Linked DNA regions of Mus musculus: all the other regions are linked to region 3. A link is a contact called in public promoter capture Hi-C data. All regions are on one chromosome and are shown on one strand. Each heading gives the region's core, a stretch centred on a gene start, on an enhancer-like site or on the middle of the called end of the contact. The rest is flanking DNA. Distances are from core to core; before and after follow the strand shown. Region 1 holds the start of Tpbgl (trophoblast glycoprotein-like). Region 2 holds the start of Mogat2 (monoacylglycerol O-acyltransferase 2). Region 3 holds the start of Gdpd5 (glycerophosphodiester phosphodiesterase domain containing 5).

Region 1 (4,512 bases), core at 1,420-3,919, 250 kb after region 3:
CACAGAGCACAGATGGGCAGCAGCTCCAAGCCTCACGTTTCCAGACAGACCAGTGGCCCTGGATTGGAGACCCTGCTCACCCCACCTGCTCCCTTCCTCCCTCAAGTCTGCCTATATGCTATGGGGGTGCTTTTACTTGTCCTGCAGGATGGGAGAACATCTCCTAGGAGGGCAGTGGGTAGCACCCCACCATGGGGGAAGAGCCCTCTCTGGCCCCTGGTCAATGAATGGTAAAAGTGCCAGCGATGGATGTCAAGGGGACTGAGAGCCTAAGACTTGGGCCAGGGCATGAAAGTGACTGGGGTGAAGAGCTGACTTTTAGATGGAGGACAAACTCTGTTGGGACATTAGAGCCGCAACAGAAAGGCTAAGGCTTGGATTCTACACCAAGCCTTCCTTGCCCCTGGCATGAAAGAGACAAGGCCGGAGCTGAAACCCAGCCAAGAGCAAGGAATGGAAGGGCCTGAGCTAGAACCAGGGTATGAAGCAAATCAGATTAGAGGAGACCACTGAAAGCCTTCAGATTTGGGTTACATGATGGAGAGCCCAGAGTTCTGAGGTGGGACAAAAAGCTCAAACTTCATAAAAACCTTCCAAAGAGACCAGAAGGGTAGACCCCCCCTCCCCCCAGAACTCTGAGAAAGGGACTGAGGTCTTCTACCCTGGAGCAGGGGTCAGTGCAATCTAGCCAGGGTGTCTGGCTTAAAGCATATAGAAAGGTGGAGAAAGTGCTAGAGATTTCAAAATGGAAGAGCAGGATCTTTGGGTGAGCCTGGACAGGGAGAAGGAATTTCAATTTCAATGGTCCAGTAAGGACCGGCAGGCAGGATTTGTTTCTGAAAACAGATTTCTGGGTTTTTGATCTGGAAACTCTAAGGCCAGGGAAAGAGTACACCTTGGAATTTCTGTATGGGAGAGATACTACGATTGATCCAAAGGTCTCAGAGATCCAAACTCGTAAGTGTGTTATCTCCGGGGCCCAGGCCAGGCAGAGAAAGGCTGCATGGCCCAAGTAAAGTCATCAGCTGATAGGAACAGCCTCCCACTAGGGAGGTGATGCTCAGAGACCCGAGCCTGGAGAAGTGGCCCGGGAGCCGGCAGGGGCGGCCGGAGCAGGCGCGCGGCGTGGGTCTGCATCCTGCTCGTAGCGGTAGTGGTAGCCCTCCATCTGATCTCTGCAGGCCTCGCGCAAATTGTGCATCCAGCGTTGGATGCCGCGGCGGTTTAGGTAGAGCACCATGAGGAAGATGAGGCCGATGAGTGCCAGCACCAGCCCGAAGAAGACGTAAGAGGCTTCCAACTCCGGGCCGGCGACGTCTATCCCTTCCCCGCTCTCGTGTGCATCGCCGTCGGAGCAACCTAGTCGCGCCTCGTCCAGGTCTATCAGAGGCCGGTCCAACAGTACGCGCGGGGAAGCGCAGCGCAGGCGGCGCGCGTCGGGTACGCGCTCGGTGGCGTTGTGCAGCCAGGCCAGCAGGGGGCGCGAGGTGCACCCACAGCTCAGTGGGTTGTCCGCCAGCAGCAGGCGCGGCTGGGGCAGGTCGCCATCGCGCTCAAGCGCGCTCAGCTCGTCCGGGCCCAGGCCGGCCAGCGCGTTGACACGCGCATCCAGCTGCTCCAGGCGGGGCAGGCGCAGCGCGGCGAGTGGCAGGCGGCTCAGCGCGTTGCCTACCAAGCCCAGCAGGCGAAGCTCGGCCAGGGGGGCCAGAGCGGCGTCCAGTGCATCCAGCATCCCGGGGCTGCCTCGAGCCAGCGCGTGATTGAGCTGTAGTGAGCGCAGCGCAGGCAGCCCGCGAAAGGCGCGGTAGCCCAGGGCGCGTAGCGGGTTGTGGCTTAGGTCGAGTGCCGCCAGGCTGGGCAACCCGTCGAAGGCACCGTCCTCTACTACCTCGATGTTGTTGTGTGTGAGGCGCAGCGCGGTAAGGAGCGGTAGGCGCACGCCGTCCGTCGCCCCCTCGCCCCCTCCCGCGAAGGCTGCGGCGCGCAGCACGGTCAGGTTGGCGCCCACGATGGTGAGGTTGCGCGCGTCGGGTGGCACGTCCCGGGGCGGCTGCCGGAGCTCCGCGCCCGACGCGCAGCGCAACATTAACCGGGGGCTGCCGAAGCAGTAACACTGGAAGGGACAGGGCGCGGCGGGCCGGCTCAGCGCCGCCGCCAAGAGCAGCAGCCCTGGCAGCGGGCTCCAGAGCCCCCGCTGTCCCGCGCGCGGGGCCATCGCGGCCGTCCCCGCATCCAGCCCCCGGCCCGCAGCGCTCACCAGTGAATTGGGAGCGTTTGGAGATGATGGGATGGGGGTGGCACGGGAAGGTGGCTGTGGGCTAGACCTTGACCCGGAGCAGCTGACAGTTCCGACCGGTCCGTCCTCCAGCTTGTAAAGTCCGAGGAGCCTTCACTTTGATGGCTGGGGGCTACAGGGGTCAGGCGGGGAGCGGAGCCCCCCGCCCTCGCTGCCCTCGTCGCCCTGCGCTCCGGCCTCCGACTTCCGCGGCTGTTCCGGGCTCCGAGCCGAGTGGGCAGGGTTTGCCTCCCCCTCCCCGCCTCCTGGCCGCCTCCTCCGCCCCCAGCGGAGTCTCCGCACCTCCTCGCAAGGGAGGCGGGGTGGGAGGCTCCGGAGATGCAGGCTTAGGGCCGCTGCGCTCTCTTGCTCCCCTGCTCTCTAGTTCACGAGCTGCTGAGAAGTTTGGCTCCCCAAGCTCTGACTTGCTTCTTTCCCCACCCCCTTCGTTTAGGCAGCTTCTTTCCTCCTCCCTCCGAAGCACACGTGGGGCGGGGCCCTCAGGGCTGACCTGGCAGGTGGATCTGTGCACCCAGAGAAGGTGGGAGAGTTTAGAGCTGTCCCTAGAAAAGGAGGCAGGGCTGAGGGGTGGGCTGACAAAGTTACTCTTCTTGTAGTCAAGGAAAGGAGCTGTGCTAAGGGAGCGAGCCTGGAAAATCCCTAGCCTTGGATGTCTCCTTTGCGAACCCAGTTCCCTTAGGCTGTGTCTAAAACTCTGCAGGTCCTGTGTGTCCAGTCTTTTATCGACCCTCTTCTATGTTCTAAAACACCCTCTGTCCCCACATCTCCCGCGCCCTAATTCAGGCTGCTCTGCCTCTGCCAAGACCACTCCCATTGGTTCCACCTTTCAGGCTGGGCCCCTCCTAGGCTCAGGGAGCGGTGGGTGGAGTGATTCAGCTCTTTGCTTGCCCACCCCGCCCCAGCACTGAGTACTGCCAGGATACTGTGCCCCTTCCCCTCCAAATTGCCCTACCAGTCAATATTGAGTGGTGTGCCGGTTGGGGAGAGGGCTCTAGGAGCAGGAAAATCAGGAACTGATTTTGTAGTGGAGGGTGGGGGTGTGGTAAAATCCAGGGCTGAGGTGGGGGCTGAGCTGTTAATAGGCTTGTTTTGTTTTGTTTTGTTTTTCTTTCTTTCTGGGTTTTACTTATTTACTTTTTTTTTCCTCCAGAATTGAGAAGCTCAAGACCTGATTTAAAGAGACAGACTCCAGAGGAGGGAGCATTCCTGGTCTTGGCATGAATTATTCAGGTTGGAGAAGCTGACATTTGATCTGCAGGCCATTCGAGTATCTTACTTGGCAGAGCTGGTTGGGATAGAGGCTCCCCTCCTCCCCATAAGCATCAGTCAGTCTCTTTCTCCTGAACTGAAGACTACTGGTTGGTTTCTTCCCTGAAGTTGCATTTAGAAGATCGACCAGCAAATTGAAACCACTTTCTGAGGCATATCCTGCATTCCCTGGGTCTCAGGCAAATACCAACACTAAGGACCAGGCTGGTGATCTTGCTGGACTCCCTCAGCTCATATTGACCTAGTCCTGTCTCCATGATAACCTCCAGATGCTAGCAGATGACAGTAGTAGCTTTTAGAGCTGGACATGTCTGTATACATGGCCACCTGAGTTTACACACGTGTGCCTCTACACAAAAAGGCAAACTTTACACAAACAGACTTACACATGCCCATGTGTGGTCTATCAAATTTATTCTTACTTGGATGTGCATGCATGTGCACGGGAGGCTTGCACACAGCAGTTCCAAACAAATGTGTCTCACATAGACACATGCAGGCACATTCGTGCCTGTGTACATAGCGGCTTTGAGTGTAACCTGGTATGTGTCCATAGAGTCAGAAGCATACCAAAGTGCTTGAGTGTTCACTCACTGGGCCAACACAGGTTCAACTGCAGCCTTAGAGGGGCAGCTTGCAGACTCTTGTGAAAGTGAATGCGTACAGACGGGGCCCTCTCCTGCTCTGGACTATGTCCTTGGCCTTTGGAGGTCACAGGTACCTTTTCTCATACAGCACAAGTGCTCAAATCATGAGTGACCAGAACAGCCTGCTTCCCCCACTTAACTGCATGGAGACCTGCCTCCAGTCCCTACGGAAGTGTAGACCACTGCCAAGGCCAAAACTCCCTCTCCGGTTTTCATGGTGGCTGCCTTCTCATTGCTGCTGACTGCCTTCTCCGAGGGAGAGGGGTTACATAGTTGCAGGCAGCTTTCATTGACTGGTGT
Region 2 (4,941 bases), core at 680-3,179, 140 kb before region 3:
AGGAAAGCTTTCCACCTTCTTTTGAGACAGTATCTCTCACTAGCCTGAAGATCACCCATTAGGCTAGGCTACCTCCCCAGCAAGCTCTAGGGGTCTTCCTGATTCTGCTAAGATTACAAGTTTGTGTCACCATGCCTGACATTTTTTACAGAGGTTCTGGGGATCAAACTCAGATCCTCATGCCTTGGAGACACTGAGGCCATTCCTTCAGCCCCAAAATCACCGCCATCATCACCAGGTAAAAAATGAGGCAAGACAGCAAATACTTTAGACATTTCAGAATTTGTGACTTAAAACAACAACAAAAAAACCATTTGGGCTGGTCTTGGCCCTGATTTGTTGACTACTGGTGGAGACTCTGGTCGCCTTTGATCTCCCCATCCCCCACACAGCAGGCAAGGGGACCTTTAACACCAGACTGGACCTCGTCACTTCCCTGCTGAGTCTATTGTTCTCCTTTGCCCTCAGGATAAGGGGTAAAGTAAAACTTCCCCCTCTTGGCATGAAAGAGCCCAGAACCCTTTTCTCAAATTGCACCAGTCGGTCCTCTCCTGGCTCAGGGGAGCCCTGATTTCTGTGCTCCACTCCTCGGTCTTGCCAGGTCTATGTAAGAGCAGGCCCAGGCCCAGGCTGCAAGGATGGGGTAGGTTCACCCAGTCAGACATAACTCCTGTCCTCAAGGACACAGGAGGCAACCCGAGCCTGGTGTCCATTAGACCCTGTGAGGTTGTGGCTGTAAACTACATGGCTCTGGGTCTCCGGAGCCCTTTGACCCAAGCCATCCCTGGGCTTAGGTTGCCTGCCCTCTGTTTTCTATACCCGCCATCTCTGTCTTGTATCCACACCTCCTCCCAGGCCCTCTGCCCATCCCCCATCCCTTCTTCCTCTGGAAGGAGCAGTTGCCAGGCTCCTGATTCACAGCCTGGGCCTTTCAAATATGCAATTCCTCTGCTTGGTTGTTACCAGGGGTACTTAAAATGGTAACCGACCCTGGAACAGAGGTACAGACCCATTTAAAATGGGTGCTAAAGGTGTGTGATCCTGGAAAGCCCACTTTGCAGGAATAAACCATATAGATGAAACATTGTGAGGTGGGAACACATACACACGTATACACGTGTGTTACCCGAGGGGTGTGTGTGTGTGTGTGTGTGTGTGTGTGTGTGAAGCATGCACTGAGCATGTGACTGTCTTGACAGGCAGTAGTATCTGGACTCGGGCTGAATCTGAGTCCTGGGGTGGCAGTCCTTCCCCAGTCTAGTACCAACAAAGGAGATAAGGCTCCCTCCCGTGCTCCCAGCCACTCTTCCTTCCCGGTCCACAGCGGTGCTGGAGCATCTACAGGGTGGAGAGGGACAGAGCCACACCTCAGGAGCCAGGTCAGATCTGCCTTTCATAGAAGTTCCCAGCTTTCTGCATTTTCTCTACAAGTTCCCCCATAGGGTGACACTGGCATCCCCACCATGCAGCTGGGGAAGCAGAGGCCGGTCCCTTCTCTCCTGGCCTCAGTTCCAGCTCCCTTTTTCCGAAAGGTAAACTGGAGAGCTTCCCTCTCAGAGGCATAGCCACCCAGCCTCGGGTGCTTCCCCGCCCTCAGCAGCTTGCAGCTAAAGCCTGGATGCAGCGGTCCCAAAAGTCCAGGAAACTGAAGACTGCTTAAGACATGGGAGACATACCCACACGAGGCTCTGGAAGACCCCAGCAAAGCCCCCTCCTGAATCTCTCCATTAAGCATCCTGTGCTCCCGCTGAGGCTGCCCTGCCCTTCCCGTGTGCCCGCGGCTACCCTCTTACCCAAGGCCAGGAAGGAGAAGACCCACTGAAGGACCGCGAAGGTCTGTAACCTGCGCTCCCATGGTACCAACAGGGGGGCGAACTCCACCATGCTGAGCTGGCTCAGGAGGCTCTACACACGGGCTTTGCTCTAGGTTGAAGGGGCAGGGCCAGGCCAGGCCAGCCCCAGTCCAGCCCCAGCCCAGCCCAGCCCAGCCCAGCCCAGCTCCAGGGCCCTCCTGCTCCGCCCACGCCACATCCTTTTTTCCCCGTACCTTGTAATCCCTCTGCCTAGACCAGGCTAAAGGCGGAAGAGAAACCTCTTTCATCCTTATCAGTTCTCTTAGGCAATGCCTTATCTGCCAAACCACTATTCCCACCCTCTAGAATCTGCTCAAGGTAGGGCGCAAAGAGGTGAAACCCCAAGGGCAGTGCTTCTCAACCTATGGGTCACGACCCCAGGGGGTGTCAAATGATCCTTTCACAGGGGTCGCATATCAGATATCCTGAATATCAGATATTCACATTACCATTCATAACAGTAATACAATTACAGTTATGAAGTAACAACACAAATAAGTTTATGGTTGGGGGGGGGGGTCACCACAACATGAGGAACTGTGCTAAGGGGTCGCAGCATCAGGAAGTTGAGAACCACAGCCCAAGGAGACCGGAGTGGTGACCCCTCAGCCCTGCCCAATGATCCCCTCACTTTCTCACAGGTCCACTGCTCTGCTCTTCCTTCACAAACAAGCTGCGACAGTTGGCATCAGAAAGCCCTGTGCCCATATCTCCTCTGTCTGCCTTCCCTCTGTAACTAACCAGTAGAACTCAGCAGGGCTGCGTTCAGGGTCTTTCCATCCCCCACACCGTGTAGGTCCTCAGCTCCACACGTTACACGTTTACAACATTCCACAAACTCTGCTCACAGGTTCAAGCTGACAGTCAGGTTGCTCATCTCCTTTGGTCAGCAGGCTCAGTCACCTTAGATCCTTACACTCTCCCTCCACTTTTGCCTCTCGGCTCCCAAGCTACTTTTCCTAGGACTCCTTTGTTCTGCCTACTGTAGATCAAGCTGGCCTCTAGTCTCTGCCTCCCAAGAGTTGGGATGAGAGGTGAACACCACTAATCCTTGATTCCTCTTGCCCCTTGAAGGTTGTGTTCAGGCTGGTGGCTTGTTTCCTGTCTCTCTGCCCCACGTCTAGACTTGAAGATCCAGGTGGTTCCTTGACCATCCATCATAGCTTGTACGTCTCACTGAACTCAACTTTCATCCCCTGCCTGGGTCAGCTCGACTCTTTCACACCATGGCAAAGGACAACTTCACTTCCTGAGTTGCTGAGGTTATAGCCAGAGTTTCCTTAGAGTTATTGTTTTCCTCCAGCCACACCTGTTGTGTTTTATGTTGAAGAAGAAGAAGAAGAAGAAGAAGAAGAAGAAGAAGAAGAAGAAGAAGAAGAAGAAGAAGAAGAAGAAGAAGAAGAAGAAGAAGAAGAACCAGGGAACCAGGATATGTTTAGCAGAGGCTCAGTATGATGTAGGGGTAGTGCCTCTGCAGGCCTATGCTGAGGTATCCTTTCCCTCTGAGATACCAGCCATACTACTGGTATAGTATAGAATAGAGTTTGTTTAGGGCATAGGGAGGGGATTTTAGGGAGTAGAGACAGAGAAAGGCAGAGACAGAGAGAGACAGAGAGAGAGAAGAAGGAGAAGAAGAAGAAAAAGAAGAGGAGGAGGAGGAAGAGGAGGAGGAGAAGGAGGAAGAAAATGAAGAGGAAGAAGAGAAGGAGAAGGAGAAGGAGAAGGAGAAGGAGAAGGAGAAGGAGAAGGAGAAGGAGAAGGAGAAGAAGAAGAAGAAGAAGAAGAAGAAGAAGAAGAAGAAGAAGAAGAAGAAGAAGAAGAAGAAGAAGAAGAAGAAGAAGAAGAAGAAGCCAGCCACAAACACATGGAGAGAGAAGGGGAGAGGAGCAGGGAGAGAAGGGCTAGAGAAGGAAGAGAGAAGAAGGTCAGAGAGTAAATGGGCAAACACCCCTTTTTATAGTGAGTCAGGTATACCTGGCTGTTGCCAGGTAACTGTGGGCAGAGCCTAGAAGGATTGCTAACAACATCCACCCATCACTACATCTATTCATTCTTCTGAATGTTTCCCTTTGGGTGAAGAGACGGGTCAGTAGTCAAGAGTGCTTACTGTTCTTGCAGAAGACTCAGGTTCTGTTCCCAGCATCCATCTGTTCACAACCACCTGCAGCTCCTGGGGATCTGACACCTCTGCCCTCTGCAGGCACCAGTGGCAGGCGCCAAACAGGAGCTACAGTGGGCAACTGAGCTCCCTGAAATCGGCCCACACCCTTGCTCGGCTATGATGGGTACACTCCAGAAAAGCGTAGCTTTAAAGATTTCATCCCAGGGTTGCCTCTGACTTCTGATGTGCCTTCTCAGGTTTGTCATTGTCCTTCTATTCTTTTGGCTTGGTGTCAGTGGGCAGTGGGAGACCCTCACCACCCATAGCCTAGTGTGATTACTTCCTGGGTGATAGCCTGCTCTGTTGGGCAAATTTCCTTCAGATCAACATGAAGATAAAAGTTTTTGAGGTAATGCTGTTTAGATGAATTAATAGTGACTTATGGAATTCCGGTTTTAGGAAGTTAGCTTGATTTAAGTAATTTTGGGAAGTCAGGGCAGTTGCTAGAAAGTTTAAAGTTAGAATCAGGAATAGACTGTGCCCCTTCTTCATAGACTGCCCAGAGCTGCACGAGTTTGCAAAAGGGGCACAGGGAGCTTTCATGCCTTACAATCATGTAGTTGAAGTAGCAAGAAAAAATAGGCTTGGGACAGGTTAATCATCCAGGGAAGCATTCACTCTAGGTTGGGCCTGAGTTCTCTGATCTTGTGATCTAGGGATGTGGTAACAGGTTGCGGTGTGCACCGTGAAATAGAAAGGTTACGAATAAAGAATAAACAGTTCAATTATGAGTATAAGGGCAGAGAACAGATGACTAGCCAGTCTCTCTGATCGAGACTTCAAAATAAGGCGGGAGACAGATGACCTGCTCCTTACTAAGTGCAGGTCGTCCCCAGCCAAGCACAGGGAGAAACTTGCTACTACACACTTGGCCTGCTTAAACCTTGTTAATCTCTGACAGAGAATTACTGCTCTGGGATTACAATG
Region 3 (4,969 bases), core at 1,920-4,419:
CTTGTCCTTAGAAGCTTCTAACTGGGTTGGGAAACTGACTCTCATTGCCCTAATCCCTGGGCATAAATTACAAGAGGGGGGCAAGACTTCCATTGCAACAGAGCCCACAATGCTGCCCACTGAGAGACCTGGAGAGGCTTCCTGGAGAAGCCTTTAGGGATGGGGCATTCCCCTGGTGGAAAGGGACACACGCAAAGACTTTGAACTGGTGGAGATAGAGACCAAGGTGGAAAGGCATCCAGAATCTGCAGGTGCAGTGAGCTCAGCTGAGCCCACCAACTGCTCTAGACAGTGTGCTGCACAAGGATAGGATCACCTCTGCCTGTTAAGTCTTAGTACCCACCCATCCCCACCCCACCCCTGCCACCACCGAGCACGGTGCCTTCCCATCACGCACAGAGTGCAAAGTTATCCAGTGAAGAGAGTTTATACACCAAGGTGGCCTATTTAGAGAAGGAATGCAAAGTGACTGATAACTGTCAGCCTGCAAGCGAGTGTCCATCTAGGACGAGAACACAAAGTGCCCTCTGCACGGACACTGCGGAGCGGCATCTGCAGATCGCTCTGGCTAGATGCACAAGGCTCTCAGGAGCCGTGGGGTGCACAGAAGGCTACTGTCTCCTGTCAGCCTCCAGGCATGGCTTCCAAGCCAGGCCATGCACTGACAGCCTCCCAGACAAAGCCACCACCAATCATCCACTGTCACTCTGTGGCCTCCCTCACCACAAAAGGCCAGATTGCCCCAGATCAGAAAACTCCTTCTCCTCCATAGGGGCAGCCAGAGGGCAAACGTGGGTGTTTTGAGACCTGAGCAGCCGTTCACCACTTGCTGACCTTAAGTGGGCCTCAGGAGTCATCGAGGAAGCTGTGTTCTGAAAAGCTTTTTTCTTTTGGACATTCTGTCCATCTGACCTCCTGAAGAGGCTGTCCTAACAGCCAGACAGCTCTACTCTGAGAACCTCATTCATTCATCTTCTAACGCTGAGGTCTCTCAAGGGCCATGGTGGGTGGGGACATACATCCACAGAGTAGCTCCCAGCCATGAAGGGGGAGGGAAATGAGGCATGAACATTCTTAAAGAATCTTCCATGTAAGCAAATCAGACTAAAGGCTGCCTGGGAGTTCAGGATGGCATCTCAGAGAAGGTGACATTTGTGACTCAATTACTGAGTCTAGGCAAGGCTCTAGGACACAGCAGTCAGGCAAGCTGATGAGCACTGGCTCTCCAACTCTCACCTCAGTCCTGCAGGGGAGCAGGAATAAACTCAAGGTGGGATTCACGACAGTCCAGGAGGACCATAAGGGCAGCCACTCGGAGGAACTGTGTAGGGATGATGTTCATTGTTAGCGAATCTGAGAGAGGTGTGAGGGAGGGGGGGGGGGAGAAGAGGTGGAAAGACAAGGAGCTACAATAGCAGGCTAAGAGTTCAGGGCTCCGTGGGGCTGACAACTGAAGGCTGACGGTTCTTGGCCAAGGGGAAGGTATACGAGATCTTGGCACCCTTACCAAGTGTGATATGGATAGCTTCAATCCTCAGGCAGGCCCTTGCCACTCCCCTAGGCGCTGTGTTTTAAGGACACTTGTTTCCCTACAGAACTCCATCATGTTGACAGTGTGCTGAAAACTTCTCACAGCCCTCTGCTAATGGAATCCAAACTCCAAGCTCCTCCTAGTTTGATCTCATCAGCATCCAGCTGGGCTGTGGGCTCAGGAGGATCTTAAGAGATCTTTGGTCCTTTGGATAAGTCTGAACTCCCTTCTACCTGCCTCGCTGGAATCTCCCACTTTGACTTTTGCTCTACTGCTGCCAGGATTTCTCAGGAGCACGGTCAACTCCTACTAACCTTGCTAGCTTTTTTTGACCTCAGTTTGCCTGTAACCTGCTCAGGGAAGCCTCTGCTAACCAATACGAGGCAGAGATCTCTGGAGGTGTCCTTTGTAAGTGCTGTTGTTTCTGTCAGGAAAGCCATTCCTTTGGTCTTCTAAGCCCATGTGGTTCCTCACTCATTCGACTGTCAAGTTGCAGTGTCTTGAGTTTCTTTAAGGTGGTATTATTATGTCTTGTGAGACAGGCTCACACTGGCTTCCATTCACTGTGTAGTCAAGGATGACCTTGGCATCGCCTTAGGAGGCTAAAGCCATCTTCCAGAGCCAGTCTAGTCCAGGAATGTCACAGAGTTGGTGGATAGAATCCTATACCAGCAACAGCAATCTGGAAAACACCATGCGCCCCCTACAGTCTTGGTCCACAGCAGTGACAAAGGGGTTTCACGCAGAAAATTGATTTGAGGCTTGCAGATGAACCTGGGCTGGGCTGCCTCATCCTAGGGCTCCCCAAGCCAATTAGTGACTTAAGCCCTGCCCACGCGCACTCGCAACACTCATTCATATATCAAACCCTTCACTCCTGTTCGGTGCCTCACACAGGACGCTGGATACTTCAAAGACAGGGAGGGGTGGGGAAGGTGCACAGCCGACAGAAGTCACGATTCGAAGTGAGCTGTCCTCACACACCTCCGCTCATATTTTTGAAACTGATAACGACGTTCCTCCCTGAGCCGCAGAACTCTGGGAAAGGGGAAGTGTGGGAAACAGATCTGCTTTTTATTTTTACAAACTTTTTTGCATCGCTTCCTAAAATCAGAGCCTTGCACTGCTCCCAAATGCTACTCAGTGCAAGGAGCCCTAGCAGCGGGGAGGAGCAAGAGGCTGGCTGTATCACGCTACGCCCCAGGTTCCGCCATCCAGGGACATCCCAGTCCTAACCTCGCCTCCTCCATGCTTCGCCCTTTCCCACTGCTGGCCTCGTGCTCAGTCACAGTCAACCCAGGCCCCCGAGCCCACCATCTTGATCTCCAGGCGGCTGGCTCGCTTGCTACGCGCAGCTTTCATTGTCCTTCTCCAGCGGCACCAGACCACGCTCAGCAGAGTTCCACCCCTCTTCCACTCTCCCATTGGCTCTTGCTGCCCAACTGCGCCGGGGACCGGCCTAGCAGTGTCTCTCACGCCCCGCCTTTGCTCCCGGCCCGGCCAGGGGCGGGGTTTCTGTTGGTCCCACCCTTTAGGGGAGGGGCCAAGCTCGCAGGCGCTCCGGAGCTGTCTCGGCAGGGCTCGGCTCGGCTCGGCTCGGCTCGGCTCGGTTTGCAGCTCGGGTGGGGGTGGGCGGCTAGGGTGACAGCGGCAGTAGCAGAGGCTGCGGCGCGAGGCTGAGCAAGCGGTGAGCGGGGAGCCGGTAAGAGGAGGAAGTGGAGCGGCGGCCCGGAGCTCTGGAGTCCGCTGCCGGCACAGGTCCGCCCAGATTTGCAGAGTGAGCGGCGTCGGGACCTGGGCAGACTTCTTCGCCTTGCTCCGGCCGCTGGCGCTCCGCCTGCCCTGCCCTGCCCTGCCCTGCTTGTCCGAGCCCCGCATTCCGCGCCTGGACTTTCCTAGCCCCGTGGTCTGGAGCTGCTGGGACGTTCGAGCCCCGGCCTTGATCCGGAGTTCCGAGACGGGACGTTCTCGGCCCCATCATACTGACCCATCTCTGCTGGAGTGTCCTCCGCCCCCTGGTCGGCGCAAGGTGGCCCCAGCTCTGGGACTTGAGTGTAGAGGAGCCGGGACGCCCACCGGCCTCCAGCTCCTGGAGAACCAAATCTTCAGCTGCCTTGGACCGAACTGCTCCGGACTTGAAACTGTACTGGCACCGCCCGGGTCCAGCGCACCGTGAGGGGTCCCAAGCAGGCAGAACAGTCGGACCGAACCCCTGGGCGAGTCGAAGCTGCCACCTTTCTCCGCCCTAGGTTAAGGATCTTGGGGTGCTTGCTCCCAGGGGAACACAGGGGCTTCTCCTGCCACAGTCTCCAGCGAGCGGAGGTTGCAGGTGAGAGCCCCGGATGCGCGGCGGGAGCAGTCCCGGGAGCCTTAGAGGCAGGGCCCGGGTCAGCGGAGGGCGTGGAGGGGACACGGGCAGAGAGTGAACTGTTTAGGAGAGGGCGCGCGAAAGATAGTAGAGAGAAGCCCGCACTTATTGAGTGCCCATTGTGTGCAGGTCCGAGCCCCGCCCTTGCACAAGTCGTTCCTTATCCAAAGCTCATAGCAACCCCGAGATAAAAGCTATTGTGTATTGTTATGGGCGCAGACAGTTGGGGAAACTGAGGCGTGGCAGGGTTGAGGTCCTCTGCCTTCCATGTTGAGGATTAGACTGGGGAGAAGGGAGAAGATAAAGAGAGAAAGAGCAAAGAGGGAGGGGAGAAGAAAAGAAGTGGATAGCCTGCATGCACGTGAGAGCTTGGCAGGGTGGGGGCCTCTGGGGCATCGAAATCCAGGCACTGGTCCTGAAGCCGAAGAGGTCCTTCTTACCAGCCACTCTTGGGTCATGGGCATGCCACCTCCCAGGAAAGGTGAACCTGCGTTGAAGGCAGGGCTTCCCTGTTCCAAAAGATCTCTTCCCGGGGTCCGGGCTGGAGGGACAACCTGCTTCCCATAGTTAATGTCCCCAAGTTACTGAAGTACTCTTTATCTGTTAAAGGACTCACCATATTGGTCCCCAAGACACAGCCATGTGGAAGCTGGAGCTGTGGTCCCTCAGAACTCAGCCACCTTCCTTTGGCATTATTAATGAGGACACTGAAGACTTGTGGGGGGCACAGTGACCCCAGGTCCTAAAGCCAGTGAGTGGTTGAGAGAGAAGTAGACCTGAAAGATTTCCAAACATCCATCAAGGGGTCTGCTCCCCTTCCTAGTTCACACCTTTTCGGTCTGTGGCTAGGGTTTCCCCAGCCCCAATATGCAGTTGAGGTAAGCGTGTATGAGACTGCAGAGAGTGTGTGTGGTTGGAACTGGGGCTCAAAGAAGCCTGACTCCAGTCTCTATGTGCAAAATGGCCCAGGGCAGACCTTCTCCAGGTCTTAAGGTTAGGGCTGCCGGATCTGGGGACACACAGTCCAGGTGCTTGATTCCCAGGCAGAAGTTCCTCCTGCTCGCTGCCCT

What was found. Promoter capture Hi-C pulls out the DNA fragments that hold promoters and counts their contacts.
Region 1: a promoter capture Hi-C map of embryonic stem cells shows a contact between it and region 3, with 3 times the contacts expected there. The contact joins the promoter of Tpbgl here to the promoter of Gdpd5 in region 3. A contact is called at or near these places in 7 of 39 promoter capture datasets (embryonic stem cells, fetal liver, hippocampal neurons and 3 more), 2 of 484 Hi-C or Micro-C datasets (the G1E-ER4 cell line and embryonic stem cells) and 1 of 9 other capture datasets (liver).
Region 2: a promoter capture Hi-C map of embryonic stem cells shows a contact between it and region 3, with 3 times the contacts expected there. The contact joins the promoter of Mogat2 here to the promoter of Gdpd5 in region 3. A contact is called at or near these places in 9 of 39 promoter capture datasets (the 3T3-L1 cell line, 3T3-L1-derived adipocytes, the C10 cell line and 5 more), 4 of 15 datasets of contacts at CTCF or cohesin (CD8 T cells, embryonic stem cells, large pre-B cells and 1 more), 43 of 484 Hi-C or Micro-C datasets (the 63-12 cell line, B cells, the C10 cell line and 28 more), 8 of 115 datasets of contacts at active chromatin or transcription factors (the 230-238 cell line, bone marrow-derived dendritic cells, differentiating embryonic stem cells and 5 more) and 3 of 9 other capture datasets (adipose tissue, macrophages and pancreatic islet).

Annotation. Positions count from the first base shown.
Region 1 is chr7:99,624,434-99,628,945 of GRCm38.p6, forward strand. It overlaps Tpbgl (trophoblast glycoprotein-like), which reads right to left and starts at 2,670. Exons shown (of 1, transcript NM_001195529.1): 1 at 1-2,670. The coding sequence starts at 2,215. The coding sequence ends at 1,061.
Region 2 is chr7:99,236,682-99,241,622 of GRCm38.p6, forward strand. It overlaps Mogat2 (monoacylglycerol O-acyltransferase 2), which reads right to left and starts at 1,930. Exons shown (of 6, transcript NM_177448.4): 1 at 1,794-1,930. The coding sequence starts at 1,884.
Region 3 is chr7:99,378,349-99,383,317 of GRCm38.p6, forward strand. It overlaps Gdpd5 (glycerophosphodiester phosphodiesterase domain containing 5), which reads left to right and starts at 3,170. Exons shown (of 18, transcript NM_201352.3): 1 at 3,170-3,860.